2 separate regions of the Mus musculus genome follow, and region 1 is linked to region 2. The links are chromatin contacts, called in public Hi-C maps. All regions are on one chromosome and are shown on one strand. Each heading gives the region's core, a stretch centred on a gene start, on an enhancer-like site or on the middle of the called end of the contact. The rest is flanking DNA. Distances are from core to core; before and after follow the strand shown.

Region 1 (4,623 bases), core at 1,715-4,214, 190 kb before region 2:
CCTTGGAAAACCTGTGGTGTGCCTTTTTCAGTTGTAGAAACCATCTATACTTCTTGGCTCATAGACCCCCTCCTCTCGTCATTAACTGGGCCTCCACTATGCCCCATTGGTTGTCTCTGTCACCGAGCATTTCCTCGTACTCTGACTCCTCGGCCTCAGACTTACAAAGACTCACGTAATGACGTCAGTCTCCTGCCTTTGGCTTTGGGTGTGTAAGGTAATATACTTGCAAGGTTGGGGGATTAGGGCAGAGGCAGCTTGCAGGAAAGAGGCTTCTGGCGGGATCATCTGCTTCTATATTTAAGAAAAATAAAAACTGAAGGAAAGGAGAAAAAGTCAGGGACTGGCTGGGCTGTGGGCTGCAGACAAACAATCACCTAAGAGAAAGCCGACCGTGCCCTGGGTTCTTATCACACACCAGGGTTTTAGATTCTTGTATAATCTAATTTTCTTTTTACTCAGTGTCTTAAATTTCTCCCATTTGTGATCCCCGAGAAATCTGTACGTGATCACATGCACGTGGGTATATAGAACAGGCGTACACATCAAACCATCACTGATCACAAAGAGACGACTCTTCAAACAATTCTTTGGTGCACATATAATGTTACCATTGATTCAAGATAGAAGAAATTTGCATATTCATGAGGTGAGTGTGCTTATTTCATGTAAAGAGTTGGATCTTGTTTAGTATTTGATTCTCCAGGACAAAGAAGCACCTTTAGTGTTTTTCAAGGAAGTTTCACTGAAGTTCATTGATAGTTTGGTAGTTTTAACTATCAATGCAAAGAACACCATTTCACATAAATACATAGCTCAAAATGGCAGAAGTATTTAAAGGCTCTTTTATGAAACTGATGGAAATTCTGTTCTAATCCCAAGCTGGAATTCACTTAGTAACATTGCATGAGGCTTAAGTGAGCACATCAAACAACAATTTTTGAGGTCAAATAGTCTTACACTACAAACGCAAATAAATGTGATGCTTATGTACTGAAGGATGATGGTAGAAGCAATCTTCGGGGGGTGTTGTTTGTTTGTTTGTTTTTTGTTTGTTTGGTTGGTTTTTTTGCAAAGTTAAATCATTATTTTATCAGAAAAGCAGAAAACTTCCTATGGACAGTTTCAAAAAAAAAAAAAAGCTGTGATTCCTAACATATCATAGTCTAAAATCTGAGCCAAGATATTTAAGTCGGGGACAGCACACACGGTGGAAAGAGCAAACCATGTGTTCAGAACTAAAGCTCGCTGAGGTCACATCCTAGAACTCGGCCAAGCACTGTCAGGGCTCACTAGGGTTCATCACATATTTTAAGTTTGGCTGTTGCAGGCTCAGAAAGTTTTTACTGTTGCTAACTTTCCCACAGTCCACATGCAGTTACATGACCCCTAACTGGGGAGCAACATGAAGTTTAAGTCCTTGGATCAGGGAACATTTGAGGAGCTGGAAGGAGTCCAGTGCCTTCCCGAATCTACACAAGGATTCCTGGAGTTGGGGATAGACCACGTGATCTGTTCCTGTGGTAAGGACCCTGGTGTCATCAACCTATTCCATATCTGTCACCACTTCTCACTGTGTCCCTATCACCATTGTCTGAACTCAGTAGATATCACAGATACCGAGACACACAAATTTTATAAAGATACAAGATACAACAGGAAATAACGTCTATGTAAAAGGCTGACACCAGGTTTGCTTGTCTGTTTTCCCCATGGGGAGGCCTCTCTGTTGGTGACCTCCCCCTCTGCTACCTTTCCACACTCCCTGCCCCACCTGGAAAGTGTGCTTTTCAAGACAAGGTCTTCAGGTGCAAAGTTTAGCTCCTGATGAGTTATTCTGTGGGAACTGAAGTCTTAGTCAAGTGCCAGGAATAACTGGGAATTCCCAAGAAGGCACAGACAGGAAATTGGGATACAGGAAAGGCAGAATTCTTAATGGGACTGCTTTCCCTTTATAAAGATTTGTATCTTTGTATAACTTAGGAAACGCACACTGCCGGTGTGATACTATCTCAGTTATTCATCCAGGTACCACTGTTTACAGGGACGCTTTTCCTGAGTACCTAATGTATGTTAGTCCCTGCTCAGGACATGAGGAAACAAGGGACACATAGCATTTAGCATCACTCGACATTCCGAAGGTGAGGCTATGAGCACACTCTCTACACTAGATCACAGCATCCCACCAACAAGGCAGGTACTCTTGCTGCACACATTTGTCAGGTGTGGAAAATCAAGGCTGGAAAGAGATGTGGTTTTTTTCTCCACACAATGCTATCCGTTGTGGAATAAAGTCCCAGAGATATTTAAAAGAGGATAACAGAGCCAGATGATTTTATTATTATTATTATTATTATTATTATTATTATTATTATTAGCTGTTAAAATATGCCTTTTGCCATCTAGACTTTGAACATCAACCAAAACCTATTAACTTTTATAAGCAGTGCTAGGGCTAGATCTGCTCGGCCCCAGTGTCTATGCTTGACCCACCCAACTCGGCTTTTCTAATAGCTTGTCTCACATCCAGCCAAAATGGGGTCACAGTGGCAGATGTGTGTAATCCCAGCATTCGTGGTGCTGGGACAAAAAGATTTCTGTGGATGTGAGGCCAGGTGGATTTCATAAGACCTTGCCTCAAGGAAAAAAAAAAAAAAAAGAGTATTCAGAAAATAGATCACTTCAGACATCAGCCCCAGAAAAGGGCTTAAAGTTACAGGGAGAGGGAGGGAAGGTGGCGACTAGGAGAGGTAGAACCTGAATCGGATGCCATGCCATCAGCTGACTTGGAACCGTGGTTTCTGCCAAATGCTATTAGTCATGTGAAGACCCATCTCCACAAGAGACAACTATAAATGTGAAACCATGTTTGAAAGGCTACAGGCTGCTGTGTGTCACCAGGTGCTTAGGTGTATCCATGGCCTCAGAGAAAGATGACAGGGAGGGGACAAAGAGGAAGGACAAGCAGAAACTGAAGTTTCACTGTGGTTGATGACGTCAGGAACTATAAATAGAGACACCCCTGCTCCCAGAGTATGACTTAGTGAAAGTACTGGTGCAGTTATTTGAAAAGCGGGGCTATGATGTCTTCTGAAAATCGATGGTCTTTTGACTTCACTTTTATAAGGGAGTTCTAACAATGGGTTTCTGGTGTCTTTTGTAATTCTACTTAAATACTAATTTGTATCATGAATATTGGGTATAACAGGATTTGTAATATAAAAAATAACCAATACAGTGCGTTGACATATTCAAATTGATTGTTGTCATCAAAATGACCATGTTTTATCCCTAGAACTAACCTTAAGAGAAGTTGTCCCCAAGATGGTCTTGGGTGGTCCTCCCTACATTATGCCCTTAAATTTCTCTTCCTTGAACACAGATCAAGTAACTTCTAACAAATGGAATGTGGTATACGGTGTAGGCTACCGTGTCTGAGATCCGAGTTCTAAAGATATTGACTTCCATCTTGTCCTTGCTCCTTCTCTTAGCCTTTAAGCTCTCCCACGCTCCTAACACCCTCTACCATTTTGGGAGCAGCCTATGGAGAGGTCTTGATTAAGCCCTCTGCTCATGTGCAACTAAGAACCAGGACTCTCCATCCATGAGCCCAAAAGGAACTGAATCATTCCAACATGATAAAAGTTAGGAGCAAACCCTTCCTCGCTGGTGATTGCAGTCCACATACTGTGCCTGTAAGAAGCCTTAAGATGCACTCACCTGACCAGCTCCAGGATTTCTACCCCATGGAACCTGTGAGTTAATGAATGTGTTTTCGGTCAGGACCTAACTCTTAGAGTAGTTCTTGTTTGCACATATTTCAGTAGCTTACAGCCTTGGTGAACAACGTCTTTGCTGAGGAACATGTGTAGAAGACAGCACCGCAACCCCAGTTTGCCAAGCCTGCTATTAGACAGAGAGACATTTAGTCTTTGTCTCAATTTCTAGCACAAAGCTCTCCAAACTCTTAAAATTTCCTGAACGATAAAGGGGACAGGATCCTCTGTTGTTCTAATGAAAGGCTGTTCCTAGTGGTGGGGTTGTGGGGGGGGGGGGGACAGGCATGCAAAGCTTGGAACTTTTGATACCACCTCCAGCCTCTGGAGAAAAAAGGGAGATTAGAGACTGAATTAATCACCAAAGTCCAACAATGTCATCAAGTATGTCTACACAGTACATGTCCCATGAGGACCCCTGAGTACCTGGGGACTGCCCAGCATGGCAGTATGTGCCTGTAATCCCATCAGTTAGGGGCTAAGGCAGGAAGACTGTGAGTTCCAAGCCAGACTGGGTTGTATATAGCAAGACCTTATGGAGAGCAGAGGTAAGTGGGTTTGGAGCTCTTCCAGATTCGTTCATAGCAATTCTGTGGGGGGACAGAATCTTCTCTACTGAGGCCCCTCTCCTGGGTACCTTTTGGTCTTGGTCTATGCATCATTTGTATCCTTTCTAATCAGACAGCAGTCATATGTTGGGTATTTCCTGGAATCTTAGGAGCTGCCCTAGTGAATTATCCACACAGGTAGGGTTGTGGGAACTCTCCAACTTCTGTGGTTATGTGGGGACAGAGTATAAGCAGCCTGGTGACCTTCTGTTTGGAATTATCATCTAGGACTGGGACTG
Region 2 (5,310 bases), core at 2,270-4,769:
GAACGTTCAGACCAGCTCTGCAATTGAGAAAGGAGGTAGGGAGCTAATAACATTTGTTACTGACCACATGGCCCAACACTGTGCCACCAAGCACCTCTCAAGAATTAGCTGAGTTCTGGAATGACCATAGACACTTATTCTGCCATTGTATAGATGGGAATACGGAGGCTCCTGACTACAAAATGACTTAGCTAACACATGGAAGCAAGGTGATGTGAAAACAGGTCTAGTCCAGACACCACATGGGGTCACATGACTGATATGGGGCCTACTAAAACAACTGGCAATGGTGACAAGCTTCTGAACATCCAATGACCACTTCTTCAAAATTCCACACGACGTGAAAGAGTTTTCGAGTTTCTGGCAGTGCCTGCTTGTGTTACCCCCGTGACTTCACAGCAACCTGGGTACTAACGATGTAACACTCAAACTGTGTACTGGACCCTACTGTCATACTGTGCAATGCCAACGAGTGCTGCCTGCAGCAGCCTGACTCAGATTCCTCATGGCTCTGTTAGTAACTGCTTTGTTCTTCTGCTCTTATAGGAAACACAAAGGTTTCATTACTGACAACAAAGGTTTTCCCTATTTTCCCACTGTCATTCCTCAGTGAGTATCAAGTTAGCATTCTTTGGATTACATTGTGTTGGAATGTTTGATTCAGCTCTGAAAAATGCTAAAGGTGTTCTACACTCAGCCAAGATCCCATCTTTATATAAAAGGAAACAAGCAAATCCATCTGGTCAGTATGCAAATTAATTTCATCTTTAATAAATGGTAAGACTGTATGTGTATGCTTTCGGCCTGTGAATAGTTCCTATGCCTACCTTACATACCCAGATAGTACCTGGTTTCCAGTTAAACTCTCGAGAGGAAGAGTCTCAGGTGGAAAAGTTGAAGCAGCCTCGGCCTGTGACTCACAACTCAGCTCCTGACTATGTTCCACACCGTCCATGTCATCCTGGAGCATTAAAGAGGATGCTGTCTCACCTTGACAGTAGACACTGGATATGGAGGAAGAGGAAATGCCTGAGGCCATGTAGCTCCTGAATCTACAGCTTACACAGGATTGGTCTGCCACCAAAGGCTCACATTCTCTAATCCTCCACAGTGCCATCCATCCTTAGCCTTGAGTCAGACATGTGACATCCCTTCCCTCTGCACCGCCCCCCCCCCACAACAGGAAATGAGAGAGTGAAGATAGATTCTAGTCACATGTGAAAAGCTAGAGATGAGGTCTTCTGCTGTCAGCTCCTGTGGCTGCCTGTGCCTTAGCATAACTTCTCCCATGAACCCCTCATTCAGAGGCCTTCCTTCCCCCCCCCCCCTTCCCTGGACCCAGCTCCTCTCCTGCCGTTTCTTCCACACCTCTGCTTCACTCACACTTCTAGGACAGGCTTCTTATCCTTTGCCATGCCCTGACCCTTAGTTGCCTGCTGCATCACCAACAGTACACAGAACTGCTAGGCAATGGTGCACAGCAAATGAAATCCATGTATGGAATGCTTGTCTGTGGGCCCAGACATAGTATTTACCATGGCAAAAGACTCTCACTTCCAGAATCACCAACCCGACTTCTGGGGTGGGGGGGTGGGGGGAACCAGACTGGCATGCCACCAGCACTTGCCCTTGGTTGTTTTCAGGGAGTAGTCACAAGTCGAAAAATGCAAAGCTCCCAGAAAGGAAACTGCAAGTCTAAAGAGCATATTTCTGATTTATGGGCTTTGCATAAGCTTTTAATGGTGGGCAGGAATTGGCCAAATGCTTCCATATTCACTTAGGCATTAAAGACTTTGCTTCTGGTTGCTATATTATTTTGAACAAATTATCACCTTCATGCATGCAATTCCCATCTCTGCATGTTTCCACCTTATTTGATTACCGGTCTTTGAAGACCACAAGCTATTCTTACTTCCCTTTATCTCAGGTCGCTACCATGCAATCCCTGTATGATCTGTAGCTGCTTACTCTGGGGGCCAGGAGGACCTGGGGGGTGGAAGCGGAGAGGAAGGGTGTGCATCAGGAGCGCTGCTGCTACTGAACGGTAGACTGCATCTCACCTCCAGTAGCTGACTTTCTCTGACTCTTCAATTTATTCTGCAAAGCCAACTTCTACTCACCGATCAAGAGCTTTCATTATACATTCTCCTTTTTCACCAGGATGTCTCCTTTGTCCACAGAGGAACGTGGGGCCCAGGGAAGTTCTTGGGGATAGTCTAAGGCACAAGGAGCTGAGAGTGGGGGTGAAGAGATGTCTCTGCATTGTGTGGTGCTGGGGATGTGACAAGGGCATTGAAGGCTCAGATTGGGCACACAAGCTTTCGTTCAAGGTTTTACACATTTAGGACTGTATTCCCAGCACTCAGGAGGCTGAGACAGGAGGATCATGTATTTGAAGGAGCAGCCTGAGCTATGCAATGAAATTCTATTACACTCTATAAAGGAAAGGCAACCAGGGCTGAAAGAGCCTACCACAGTCTGGCCTGGGGTTCTATCCCCAGTACCCAAAATTAAAGGAGAAATAATAGAGAACTAGGTTAATTCTGAAAAATTATAAATAAAGCCAATTCTTCACTGTTTCCTCCCTGTAATTGACTTTTTAGCAGAGCTTGGTTTCCTTACAATCAGGGCTTAGTTCTACCTCTCTCTATATCCCAGCTCCATCTGCCTTCGTACTGCTGCTCAGACACCACATGCCCCCGGGTCTTTACATGTGCTTCATTCCGTCCTCTGCACTTGCTGGACTCTCTGCGTTCTATTTGTCTTGCTCTCTTCTGGTTCAGTTTGAAGTCACTCCCTGAGAAACTTTTCTTCCACCCTTTAACAGGCCCCTTGTTCTTCATTATATCAGCAGTCTCCCGACTGTCCCAACCCATCTGGCCCCGGGCAGAAAGCTGCTTACTGCATACTCCTTGCCCTGAAAACAGTACTTTTGCCTTTGCCTAGCCCATCTTCTACCACGACAAGGTGTCACTGATGTGTGTCGGCACCATGGCTGTAGAAGGGATTTAGAAGATAGAGTTCGTTAACCCTGGGTAATTCAAGGCACTAAGTTACAAAGCCACATCTGAAGCATCTGCAGTGGCCATGTGCATTAGTCAGGGTTCTCTGAGGGATGGAACTGAAGCATCACAACTTGCCCAGCTCCTGAGATAGAACAAGAACATCCATCCTTTGAAAAGCATGGGGCAGGGACACACGTGTCCATTAAACGTTTCAGGAAGCTTTTAGAAAGGCTGAGATTATTCCTTCTGTTATCCTATCATTATCTGATTTTCAAGATCATAACCATCTCTTGATTGTTTTACCGTTTGGGTTCCCATGAATGCTTCCAAATTTCTTAATTTCCAAGTAACACATTCAGCTCTTCAGATTGTTTCCAAAGCAGGCAGGGAACTCCCTCAAGACTGCAGCTGACAATCCCATAACCAGGAAAAGACGATGAATACTAATCACCAGAAAAGCTGCAGTTTACAGGAAAGAAACGGGAAGTGTTGACATATTGCACAACACCCCCGAAAAAAGCAGGGCTTAGTAACAGAACGGTACACACAGGCTGACAACCTCATCAAGAATCCCTGGTGACATCATAAACTATGTGGAACAAGTTTTGTTTTAAAGGTTATTTTGAATGATGTGTGTATGTGTGCGCATGTACATGGCTGAGTGCTGATGCCGGGGAGTGCACAAGTGGGTTTCAGATCACTGGGAGCCAGAGTGAGCATTGCTGTGAGCTGCCGGACACAGGTGCAGGGAACAGTCAGGTCCTTTTCCAGTAGTGTGTGCCTTTAACTGATGAGCTATTTGTCTGGTCCCAAGTTGATGTTTTTATTATCTGTGTATTTTCCAAAGACTGAGGGGGGGGGGACGACGACAGTGGGACCCTTTTCTTTGGAGAGCTAGATAAGGAAACTGAAACATAAATTCTCGGATTTTATACTGATTTGGGGCTTCCTTTTAATTTCTTCTTTCTTTTCCTTCCTTTCTTTTCTTTTAAACACAGGGTCTCACCATGTAACTCTGTCTTGGAATACCCTATGTAGACAAGGCTAGCCTCAAAATCGCAGAGAATACCGGCCTCTGTCTCTCCATTGCTGGGATTAAAGGTGTGATCTGGTCCCAACTGCCCCTGGGCCTTATTTTTTACTTATATGTATTGTGTATACGTGCACATTTGCGTGTGCTGGTATATGCCTGTGTGAGGGCGGAGTGTCCATGTTTGCAGAGGCCAGGAGATAGACTTCGGTGTGATGTTCTTGGCATAGGGCAGCCTGACAACTGAGCTTGAAAGATCACATTTCTACCCCTTCAGCACTGGGACCCTAAGCTTGTGCCACCATGTCTGACTACATGGGAGCTGGGGACCCGATACTGGTCCCCGCATTTGCAATGAAGGACTTCACAGACTGAGATTTCTTTTCCTTCTTCCCAGCTTGGGTTTTAAGTAAAACAATTAATTAAATGAGCTAACGGGATTTCTTTCTCTCTGGTGTCTGATCCCACGCAGCACTTGAGGACAGTTGTTTCCTTAGCTGGCAATGACTCGGCAGAGGAAAGGGATTGCCGCTTTTGCTGCTGCTGCTGCGGCTGCTGCTGCTGGGAATCAGATCCAAGTCCTCTGCCAGGGGCAAAACCAAATGCCTCAGTGGTCCCCAGAGCACACCTTTGCCCATTACACAACGGCAGCAAGGAGGAAGCAAGCAGGCAGCTGACTAGACTTCCAGCTACTCTGTCAGAATCAATCTAGTTTCCACTGCAGGGATTAATCTAACATGCTGAGAGACGGCGCGGGCTTTCCCCTTTAGCCAATATGAAGCCATCACTAAGCCATACTCTTTACTTTTATTTATTTATTTTTATTTTTTATTTTTTAATGGTTTTTCGAGACAGGGTTTCTCTGTATAGCCCTGGCTGGTCTGGAACTCACTTTGTAGACCAGGCTGGCTTCGAACTCAGAAATCCACCTGCCTCTGCCTCCCAAGTGCTGGGATTAAATGCGTGCACCACCACACCCGGCTTTTACTTTTATTATAAGTGATTACACATAAGGCATTGCATAAACATGCTTGGTTAGTGGTTACATTGCAATCCAGCAGTAGTATGATGCAGATATTCAGTGTCTTAATAATTGAACTGGAAAATTATAAAAGTGGGCTTCAGGAGGAGGCCAAAGTGAACTACAGTGACTCATCGCCAGGGCCATCCTGACCTGAGCCTTCACTGAGATGTGCTCTTGACAAGAGAATGGTGCAGAGAATGACAAGATGTTTCCCTTCACAGGGTTCCACTAGTGAGGAGCCACAAAGAGCA

Evidence for each region. A called contact is a pair of places that touch in the nucleus more often than the background predicts.
Region 1: a Hi-C map of bone marrow-derived macrophages shows a contact between it and region 2, with 2.3 times the contacts expected there. The contact joins two enhancer-like sites. A contact is called at or near these places in 3 of 484 Hi-C or Micro-C datasets (bone marrow-derived macrophages, embryonic somatosensory cortex and muscle stem cells).

Annotation. Positions count from the first base shown.
Region 1 is chr15:59,737,717-59,742,339 of GRCm38.p6, reverse strand. No RefSeq gene overlaps it. Among named protein-coding and RNA genes, the nearest start is that of Gm19510, 55 kb to the left of the region's middle. Within about 2 kb of position 2,964, at least 69 of the 459 cell types and tissues checked have an H3K27ac peak or open chromatin away from gene starts, as enhancers often do. A contact at or near this core is called in bone marrow-derived macrophages, where this site is marked.
Region 2 is chr15:59,550,875-59,556,184 of GRCm38.p6, reverse strand. The region is part of intron 4 of Nsmce2 (NSE2/MMS21 homolog, SMC5-SMC6 complex SUMO ligase); the gene reads right to left. Among named protein-coding and RNA genes, the nearest start is that of Gm36677, 65 kb to the left of the region's middle. Within about 2 kb of position 3,519, at least 28 of the 459 cell types and tissues checked have an H3K27ac peak or open chromatin away from gene starts, as enhancers often do. A contact at or near this core is called in bone marrow-derived macrophages, where this site is marked.